Regions from separate parts of the Sus scrofa genome. Here region 2 is linked to region 1. Evidence: chromatin contacts called from public Hi-C data. All regions are on one chromosome and are shown on one strand. The core of a region is the stretch at or near the end of the contact, and the rest is flanking DNA. Distances in the headings are between cores, read along the strand shown.

The links. A called contact is a pair of places that touch in the nucleus more often than the background predicts.
Region 2: a contact with region 1 is called in a Hi-C map of mesenchymal stem cells, with 4 times the contacts expected there. The contact joins two enhancer-like sites. A contact is called at or near these places in 4 of 47 Hi-C or Micro-C datasets (epiblast stem cells, mesenchymal stem cells, psoas muscle and 1 more).

The regions. Positions count from the first base shown.
Region 1 is chr6:155,778,332-155,783,274 of Sscrofa11.1, forward strand. No RefSeq gene overlaps it. Among named protein-coding and RNA genes, the nearest start is that of PLPP3, 20 kb to the right of the region's middle. Within about 2 kb of position 2,935, at least 6 of the 83 cell types and tissues checked have an H3K27ac peak or open chromatin away from gene starts, as enhancers often do.
Region 2 is chr6:156,742,528-156,747,623 of Sscrofa11.1, forward strand. All of the region lies in intron 3 of LOC102158888 (a long non-coding RNA gene), which reads right to left. The region is part of intron 2 of LOC102159014 (a long non-coding RNA gene); the gene reads left to right. Among named protein-coding and RNA genes, the nearest start is that of USP24, 480 kb to the right of the region's middle. Within about 2 kb of position 2,829, at least 8 of the 83 cell types and tissues checked have an H3K27ac peak or open chromatin away from gene starts, as enhancers often do.

The sequences.
Region 1 (4,943 bases), core at 1,685-4,184:
TACAGAAGAACAGTAATGTTGTCAATTGACAAGTAAAATGAGCTGTCAACACTGCCTAGCCATCAATGTTTGTCTCATAAACTCATGCTCTTATTCTCTGAGAAAATTATTCCATAGAATCTTTACCTTCAAACTTCCCATCCCCATTGTTATCATCTTCAACTGATGATCTCTCTTCAACTTTAATTGAGAAGATAGAAACCATCAGATGAGCACTCTTTCACAATCTTATCAACAAACCCATCTGTGCCTGCTCACATCTCCTCCTTCTCTCCTATTTCATCTGATGAAGTGTCCCTTCTCCTGTTGGCAGCCAGTACAGATCTGAATCCATCTGGCCTTCTCCAAGGCTTGGTTCCTAGTAATTTCTCCCTCCTCCTTGCACTGATCGTCTCTCTCACTCTACTGCATTCAGAATGCGCTCCTATCTCTAGAAAAAGGAACCCTCCTATGCTGTTGGTGGGAATGTAAAGTGATACAGCCACTGGTGGAGAACAGTATGGAGGTCCCTCAAAAAACTAAAAGTAGAGTTAACATATGATTCTGTCCTCCTACTTCTGGGCGTATAGCGAGAGAAAAATTATAATTTGAAAAGACACATGCATGGCATTGTTCATTGCAGCACTATTTATGATAGTCAAGACATGAAGCAAAATAAGCGTCCATAGACAGATGAATGGATAAAGAAAATGTGGTATAAAAGCAATGGGATATTAGCCACACACACAAAAAAATGAAATAGTGCCATTTGCAGCAACATGCATGGACCTAGAGATTATCATACTAAGTGATATAAGACAGAGAAAGACAAATATCATATGATATCACATATGTGGAATCTTTAAAAATGATATAAATGAACTTTATTCACAAAACAGAAATAGACTACAGACATGGAAAACAAACTTATGTTTACCAAAGGGGAAAGAGCAGGGGAGGGATAATTCAGTTTGAGATTAAAATACACACAGTACTATATATTAAATAGATAAACAACAAGGATCTCCTGAATAGTGTAGGGAACTACACTCAATATCTTGTAGTAACCTATAATGGAAAAGAATCAAAAAAGAATACACATATATAGCAGAAATTGACAGAACATTGTAAATCAACTATAATAGGAAAAATAAGAATATGCATATATAACGGAACCACTTTGCTGCACACCTGAAACTAACGCAACCTTGAAAATCAACAATTATTGCTATTTAAAAATTTTTAAATGCTCTCCCATCTCTAAAACACCTCTCTTGACTGCACATTGTCCTCTAGCGAATGCCACACTTTTGAACGTCTCTCCCCAGTCTACAGAGAAAGCCGCCGCCTCTAATTTCTCACTTTCTATACACTCCTCAACTCACTTTAATTGGGCTTCCACCTCCACCACTTCACTGGAACTGCCCTTAGAGAAGTTAGTAAGGACTTTTTCTTTTGTCTTTTTAGGGCTCCACCCATGGCTTATGGAATTTCCCGGGCTAGGGGTCAAATCTGAGCTGCAGCTGCCAGCCTACACCACAGGCACAGCAACACAGGATCCGAGCTGTGTCTGCAACCTACACTGAAGCTCACAGTGAGTGATAGAATCTGCATCCTCATGGATTCTAGTTGGGTTCATAACCCAGTAAGCCACCACAGGAACTCCCTGTGAGGATTTCTCTGTTGCTCCCTCTAGTGATCATTTTTTATGGCTTCATTTTAACTCAGCCTCAAGCAGCAATCAACTCTAAGCCTTCTTTCCCTTAAGCACTCTCTTTCTCTGGCCTCCCTTTAACCCCACTTAACATGCTGCTATTTTCCTATTACACTCGTGTGCTCCTCCTCTCCTTTCTGGCTGTTAATGCTGTTAGTTCTCAAGACTTGGAGTTGACCTCTTCCCTCCTCATTGCATCCTTAGGCATTCTCATATCCACCCATGATTTCAAAATTATGTCATTTGCAGATGACTCACAAGTGTATATCATTAACTGAGACCTTTCCTCTGACCTTTATTTCCATTTTGTGCTTGCTGTCTCTTAGAATCTCAAATGCACTGATGTCCCAGCATATCCAAAATCCAACCCACTATTTCCACCCACCTTCCTCTCTGCCTGACCTGGCTGCCTTTCAGTGTTCCCTTTTTCAGGGATTAGCATCATTGTCCATCAAGCCTTATGAGCAGAAACATGGTTAAGAGGGAAGTACCCTTTAACTAGTCCATCACGAAGCATGTCTATTTGTAGAATTTAAAATTTTTGGAGGGGTGCACCTGTGGCATATGGAGGGTCCCAGGTTAGGGGTCGAATTGGAGCTGCAACTACCGGCCTATGCCACAACCACAGCAACGCCAGATCCGAGCCAAGTCTTTGACCTACACCACAGCTCACAGCAGTGCTGGTCCTTAGCCCACTGAGCAAGGCCAATGATCGAACTTGCATCCTCATGGATGCTATTTGAGTTCGTCTCTGCTGAGCCACAACAGGAACCCCTCATATCTTGTACTTGCTCTTCTATCGTAGCTTAATTACGCTTCATATTGAACTTTTCCTTTTCAAATGGTGGTGTGGTTTCTGCCTCTGTATTGGACAGACACCGATGTGAAGTGGGAATAGTCCCAGAATTTCAGGTTTGGGGATGGAGTTGATCATAGGCTTGAGTGCAGTGCTGAGTGGGTTGCTAATGGGAAAAGGGATACTAGTAACCCATGACACGCAATGGCATCACAATTAATCCAGCTGTGGTTGACTTTGATGAAACGCCATGTGGAGCATGTGCCTTGGAAACTTAAGTGTCCACTGTGTTTGACCTTTGCGGTCATCGTGATGACTGTAAAGCCTGTGGCATAGGATGGATTCTTCTGAGAGCATTTCCGTACTTACAGAGAAAAAAACATGACCAACTCTAGCTAACTCTCAACCTCCTTACTCAGAGAAGTAGCTTTCTCCCACACCCTGTGCATGCCAACTACTTGTGGCTTGTCTAGGCCCCAGAGGGTTGCTTCCTGCTTTCCCAGTAAGTGTGGACCAGCTGTCTTCTGGGAAATCAGAGAATTCTTCATCGTCTAGTGGACACAGCCACACATTCTCTAGTGAGGTCTGAACTCCTGTGCTTGTTTGTCCCTTCTTGGTTACTCTCCCTCAGCCCCAAGGTATATGTATATCTTATACTTACACTTTTATAATAGCTTGATAATTTTTTATGTTGAACTTCCCTTGTTTAAATGGCAGTGTGGTTTCTATCTTTTGTTTGGACCCAGACCGAAAAAATTGGACTCCAGTTTTGCTGTCTGCCACAGGTCCAGAAGCTGATGAAGAATTCGTCAACTTTTTTTGAGGCTACTCTTTGAGTTTCCTGTTAACCCATATTTGCTTTCTTTTGATTAGAGGCATAAAATGGTATCTTTTTTTTTTTTTTTTTTTTTTGGTATTTTTAGAGCCGCACTTGTGGCATATGGAAGGCTAGGGGTTGAATCGGAACTGTAGCCACTGGCCTACGCCACAGCCACAGCAATGTGGAATATGAACCACATCTGTGACCTACACCACAGCTCATGGCAACGAGGGATCCTTAACCCACTGAGTGAGGCCAGAGATCTCACCCGAATCCTCGTGGAGACTAATCAGGTTCATTACTGCTGAGCCGCAGCAGGAACTCTAAAATGGGCTCTTTTTTGAACTGCCTATCTATTTTGCCTCCAGGGACATTGTATTCTATTAACCATCTTTACAACTCTGTGGATCAGAATCTGGGATGCTACATCATTTTGTCCAATCATTATGATTATAATTAAGCTCTTGGCTTCTGGTAGGTAAGCATGAGCTGTTGGCCTCATCCCCCTTCCTAACAATGAGTAAGTTCTCATACCTCTCCTACTGGCAGACTTGGCCTTTAGAGGAGATCTCAGCTTCTTAGTGATACAGGTGCCTTTCTCACTGGTGTATACTGGATGGCCTTGGTAAATTGCACAATCTTTGGAACTTCCTTGGAACAAAGTCCTGTTGTTTGTCTTTTAGACTCCCATGATATGTCAACTCCATTGTTGCCATTGCTTGAACTTTGTATCCTCTCTGCCCACCATATGCCACAGAAATCCAAGTATTTCAACTTATCTTGCCATAAGCCATTGCTTTCCTCAGCTACCCTTGCAGTGAGTTTGCACTGTTGCTTGAGTTTCTCGAAAGGATGTTAAATCCAGTATCTCAAGAGAGTTGCCATGAAGTCAACAAACTCTCCCTAATTCAGGCTTATATTCCAGACCCTTCAATAAATTATTTTCAAAATATGGTCCCACAGGAACCCCCTGGCTTTACCTGGAACATGCTAATTCTCACAGAGCATTTGGAGTACCAATCTTAACCTTTCTTATCAGGCTCAACATGGACCCACTAATTATGCTGTTACACTGCCAAGTATGGACTTGGCACCTTGGTTCAGGTGCACTGTCTCTAGAGTGTCTTCCCTCACAGAGAATGTGTTGGCTCTAAGTGAGGATGGGGAGGCCACCGCTGCAGGCTCTGAGCGTGTAGATCGGTCTGGGGAGTAATAATCATCAGAGGATATGCAGATATCTCTATTCCATGTGTCAGGATCCTAGGGTTTCATAGCCAGGGGGGTGACATTGGTATAATATACCTTCTCTGCTTATGTGTTCAACCGCCTTTGAAGCTAGGAACCCTCTTTCATTTTGGGTTTGGGTTGTAATTTTTTCTGCTACTCCCCTCAAGTGATGTAGGTCTTTTCCTAAGATACCAAATAGGATCTTTTCCTAAGATACCAATAGGACTTGACAATTAATTTCCCATTGTTAACCGCCCTCAACTTTTCATTATCCCTCTGTAGGACAGAGGATCTGTAACTTACAACTTAATGACAACTAGCCAATGCCATTGTCCTTGTATGCGTTGCCTCTCACTCCCATGCCTGAATAAATACACTGAGCAAGGGATTCCTCTTCACCAGAATGT
Region 2 (5,096 bases), core at 1,579-4,078, 960 kb after region 1:
ATATTCCTACATCACTAGTCCTCTTCCTAAGCACTTTCACACTGATTTTCATATTTGAACATAACACAACCCTATGTTCTGACTGGAAAGCAAGGATGGTGGTTTGGGACACAGATCCTGCCATCTGCTTGCCATCCGGGACCTTGGACAAGCCTGATTGTAGTCCAGGATTCCTTTCAACAGGACTTTTCTATGACTTTGAGGACCTACTCTACCTTAAGAACTATCTGCTACTTCTGGAATCTTCCCAGACCTCAGTGAAGAAGGGACAAGTCTGAAACAATTACTTAGTCCATACCAGTTCAACTGTGGACACAGCAACTCTCAGACCATCTCCTCATAAGCACCAGACACTCTGTTAGGTGCTATGAGTACTGTAGAATCAAAATGCATATGTTAAATCTTAACCTCAATGTGACAGTATTTGGAGGTAAGGGTCTTGGGGAAGTGCTTATGCCATAATAGTGAACCCCTCATGAATGCGATTTTTGCCATGATAAAAGAGACCCCAGAGAGTTCCCTCACCCCTTGTGTCATGGGAAGATAGAGTGAAAAGAAGGCTATCTATGGGCCAGAAAGCAGGCACTGACCAAACACCAAATCAGCTGGCATCTTGAACTTGGACTTCTCAGTTTCCAGACCATGAGAAATAAATTTCTATATTTTATAAGCCACCAAGTCTTTGGTATTCTGTTATATAAGCCTGACCTGACAGAGACAACACAAAACCCTAAAAGCTAATGACACTGCTCTGCTTAGAATTCCTAGACTCGGGTTTCTGGATTCAAATTCCTAGCATTACTGCTTCCTAGGGACATCCTGGGAGAAGTTACCTAATCAATCTGTGCTTCAGATTCCTCATGTCTTAAAGGGACAAAATTGTATTTACCTTGTTGGGTTTTAATGAAGATTAAAAGACATAATTCATTTAAATGATTTACATTAGGGTCTCTCAACATCCACACTATTAGCATTTTGAACCAGATAATTCCTTGTTGAAGGGGCTTTCCTGTTTATTTTAGGATGTTCAGCAGCATCCCTAGCCTCCACCTGCTTGATGCTATAGCACCCCAAATATGTCCCTGGACATTGCCAAATGTCCCCCGGGGGTCAAAAATCACTCCCTGTTAAGGGTCACTGCTTGACATAATGCCTAGCAATAGTTTGATGAATGTTATAACTATTCTTGTGATAGTTATTATTGTGTTTTAATTATCAATGTCCACTTCTGAAGAGGAAGTATGGATTTATCTCTGTTCCATGATATCATAGAGGAGAAGAATTCAGTTTTTAAAGCTCAGAGAAATAAAAGAATTCTGGTATCCCAGATTTTCTGATTCCAGTTTCCCTGTGTGTAAACTAGAACAAGGTCACTGCTTCTTGGGCTGGTGAAGCTTCAGTGAGCAAACACAGATCACACAGCCTGGTGCTGAGTAGGTGTTCTGTGAGTGTCACCTGAATCACAATGTATGGAGTGCAGGGCTCTGGGCAGAACCCCTGTCAGCATCTGGAGGAAGGGACGTGGCTGAGTGGTAGGTCGCACGCAGTGCTTGTCTCAGCAGAGCGAAGTCACGTTCTCCAAGCATAGCTGGGGGAGGCTGCTCCCAGGGTTTCCCAGGGGTGAAGCCCTGCTCTGTGGATGAGACTTTTTGGCACCAGGATGAACACAGCCAAGGCCAGCTGTCAGGCAGCCTTACCCATCCATCTGCAGCCTCTTCTGCTATAGTCTGATTAAGAAGGAAGTAATTCACCTCCGGTTCCTCTGCCTGGGAGAAAAACTCCACTTTCCCTGGCTTTCCAAATAACCTGCCAGGAAGCCCAAGTGTGTGTAGGTGTCAGACTGGCACACAGCAGGGATTCAACTTGCATTTTCTAAAACCTTCAACTCTGCTACTTTTATATATAGTGCTCCACCTAATCTTCATAATAACCCTTTGGAGTCAATATTTTTATTGGATTTTGTAGATGAAGACATAAAAGCTTAAAGAGGTAAAGTGGATTTTCTAAGAAAACACAGCAAGCAGGTGGTGGACCTTGAGTCTGTCTCACACGGTGCCCTCTTCTCTTTCTAATATTGCACCTGTAAAAGGCTTAGGGAGAAAAGTTAAATCAGGAGGTGGTTTTCTGGAATATCTAGCAGTTCGAGCCTTGTGAGAAACATACATTGACTCTCAAGCCGACGAAGAGGTTACCCACTCACACAGACCAAGTAACAGATAAGTCTCTGCACTTTTATTAGGAGCAATTTCATATCTCCGAGGAGTCACTGTTTCATCTTTTGCCAGGCAGCCCTAGCTTAGAGGCTGAGAATCCAGATCTGAAAAGCTTAATTCAAAGATCTACCTGTATTTAAATGCCCAGAGAGAAAAGAGAGGTGATGGCCCTTTTGATGTTTCCTTCAAAGGTCCCAATTGTGATAATTGTGTATTCAAGTTCTGTGGGAGCAGGGACCAACTCTGTCTGGGGGAATTAGAGCCCCCCAGTGAAGAAGACAGCTAACTAGACCTTAAACGATTAGTAGGAATAAATGCAAAATGACTTGTTTCTAAGTCCTATCCTGGATGTGGTTGGATTTTAGGATCTATCATAGGATACAGTCTTGGATAATAGGGCATACACTTGCTGGTAATCCATGGCCCTCTAGGCTATTATATCAAGACATTAATGAGGAAAACTTAAGCCAGAGAAGGAACCTGGCTTATTCAGGGCCACTGGAGTAAGAACCCCTCTCCTAATTCCCAGAACAGCATTCTCTTCTTCACTGGGCTGCTTCTTGCTTAATCACCCTCACTTGAAGCCACCGCCTGTTTGTCTCCTGCTTGGCCCAGATTCCTGGGTCTCAAACCACATGAGACCTAGGAGGGTGCATTAGTCATTTGTATTACTATCCGACCAGCACAGTTTCCTGGATATGAAGCCTCCTGGCTTTGGAGATGTGTAACATGTGTTCATTTCCCTGCAAGGTTCGGCTTCATTTAAGCTCAAAAAATGATAAATGCTACAAAAAAAAATGTACAGTCCTTGACCTTTGAGCTCTTCCACTTGGCCAATGGCCTTGTGTGAATTCCTCCCCCATGAATCAAAGTCAGGAGCCAAGCTGAGTTACTTTAAGAACTTCAGGCTCAATGCCTTTCCCTGTCTGGAATGTTTATCATGCCCATGAACTCCTACCAAGTTGGTGAGGTGCAGGCCAGGTGCCATCTCCTTTACAAGCTTCTCTGATCGCCACCTCTCCCTCATATCCCCCCATAGCTCTTGTTCCCTTCTCTGAACTCTTAATATACTATCCTTAATACCCATTCCACTGTCAGCGTATTTTAAGTATGAAAAAGGAAACTACAAATCACGTCCTGTGACCTCCCCAAGATTATATACCTGATATTTTCCTCCCATCCCTTATAGTATCATCTGTCTCAGACCAAAGGCATATTGGCTTCCTTCTACCTTGGTATGTCATTTGTCTCCCTTCAGATTGTTCTCACAGTGTTTTGCCTTCTCTCCATCCCTGTAGCATTTCTATGGCTCATTATGGCCTTAGTTGAGGCTTAATGTTTAACCAAGGGCCACGAGGCTACCATGCAACCTAGGCTGTCTATCATGAACTGAATGTTGTCTGACCCACCAAGCCATAAAGTTGGGTACGCACAGCCACACTCCATCATCAAATATAAGTGATATACACATGACTGGGCTCACACAGGCCCTGAAAGCACAAGGGAGTTACATGAAGAAGTGGCTCAAATGCCCATGGTCCCCACCCCTGCTGCATTAACTCCTCTACACAGCCTGCTGCTATGGTCTCTTGAAGAGCATCCTACCATCAGTTGACATCTTTGCCTCCCTCCTAGATGGCTACAGAAGTCTCTGAACTGGTTCCTCACCTCTAATCCCTTTCACTTTCTATTCTTTGCTATAGGCTGCCACCATCATATTCAAAAAATAGTTCCACTCCGATCATGCTACTCTCCTCAGAGGCTTGTGCCCCACAACTGTTGCTGCAGAACTCCTGTTTACTCTCCAAGGCCTTGTTCGCACCCTACTGTCTTCTCTAATGCTTCTGAGTATCAGACAGCGGTTCTCAAACATTATACTCAAGAACTCCCAAGAACAGATGAAAATGATGAGGTCCCCCAAGGATCCTAGAGACTGAGCCCAAAGCCACATATCCAAGAGTCTTTGAGGACTAATAGTTTTTCTAAGAATTATGCAAACTTAACTTTCTAGCCCATATTTCTAGATGTTTTAATATAACTTAAAAGTTATGTTACTTATAAGACGTATGTGCTGAAAACTATAAAACATCAATAAAGGAAATTAAAGAGGACCCAAGGAAATGGAAAGATATCCCATGCTCTCGGATTGGAATAATTAAAATGGCCATATTTCCCAAAGCAATCTAAAGATTTAATGAAAGCCCTATCAAATTACCCATGACATTTTTCATAGAACAAGAACAACATAATCCTAAAATTTAAATGGAACCATAAAAGACCCAGAACTGCCAAAGCAACCTTGAAGAAAAAGAACAAAATTGGAGGTATAACCCTTCCAGACTCCAGACAATACTACAAGGCTACAATAATCAGAATAGCATGGTATTGGCACAAAAACAGACATATAGATCAATGGAACAGATTATAGAGATCCCAAAAATAAACCTACACACTTCAGGCAATTAATCTTCAATAAAAGAGGCAAGAATACATAACAGAGAAAATTCAATCTTTCCAGCAAGTGATGTGGGAAAGCTGGACAGCTGCATGTAAATCCATGAAGTTAGAAGACTCCCACACACCATACAAAAAAATAAACTTCAAATAGCTTAAAGACTTAAATATAATATATGGCACCATAAAACTCCTAGAAGAGAACATAGGCAAAACATTCTCTGACATAAATTGTAGCAATGTTTCCTTAGGTCAGTCTCCCAAGGCAATAGAAATAAAAGCAAAAATAAACAAATGGGACCTAATCAAACTTATAAGCTTTTTGCACAGCAAAGTAAATTGTAAACAAAATGAAAATACAACCTACTGAATAGGAAGAAATGTTTGCAAATGATGCAACCAAAAAGGGGTTAATTTCTGAAACATACA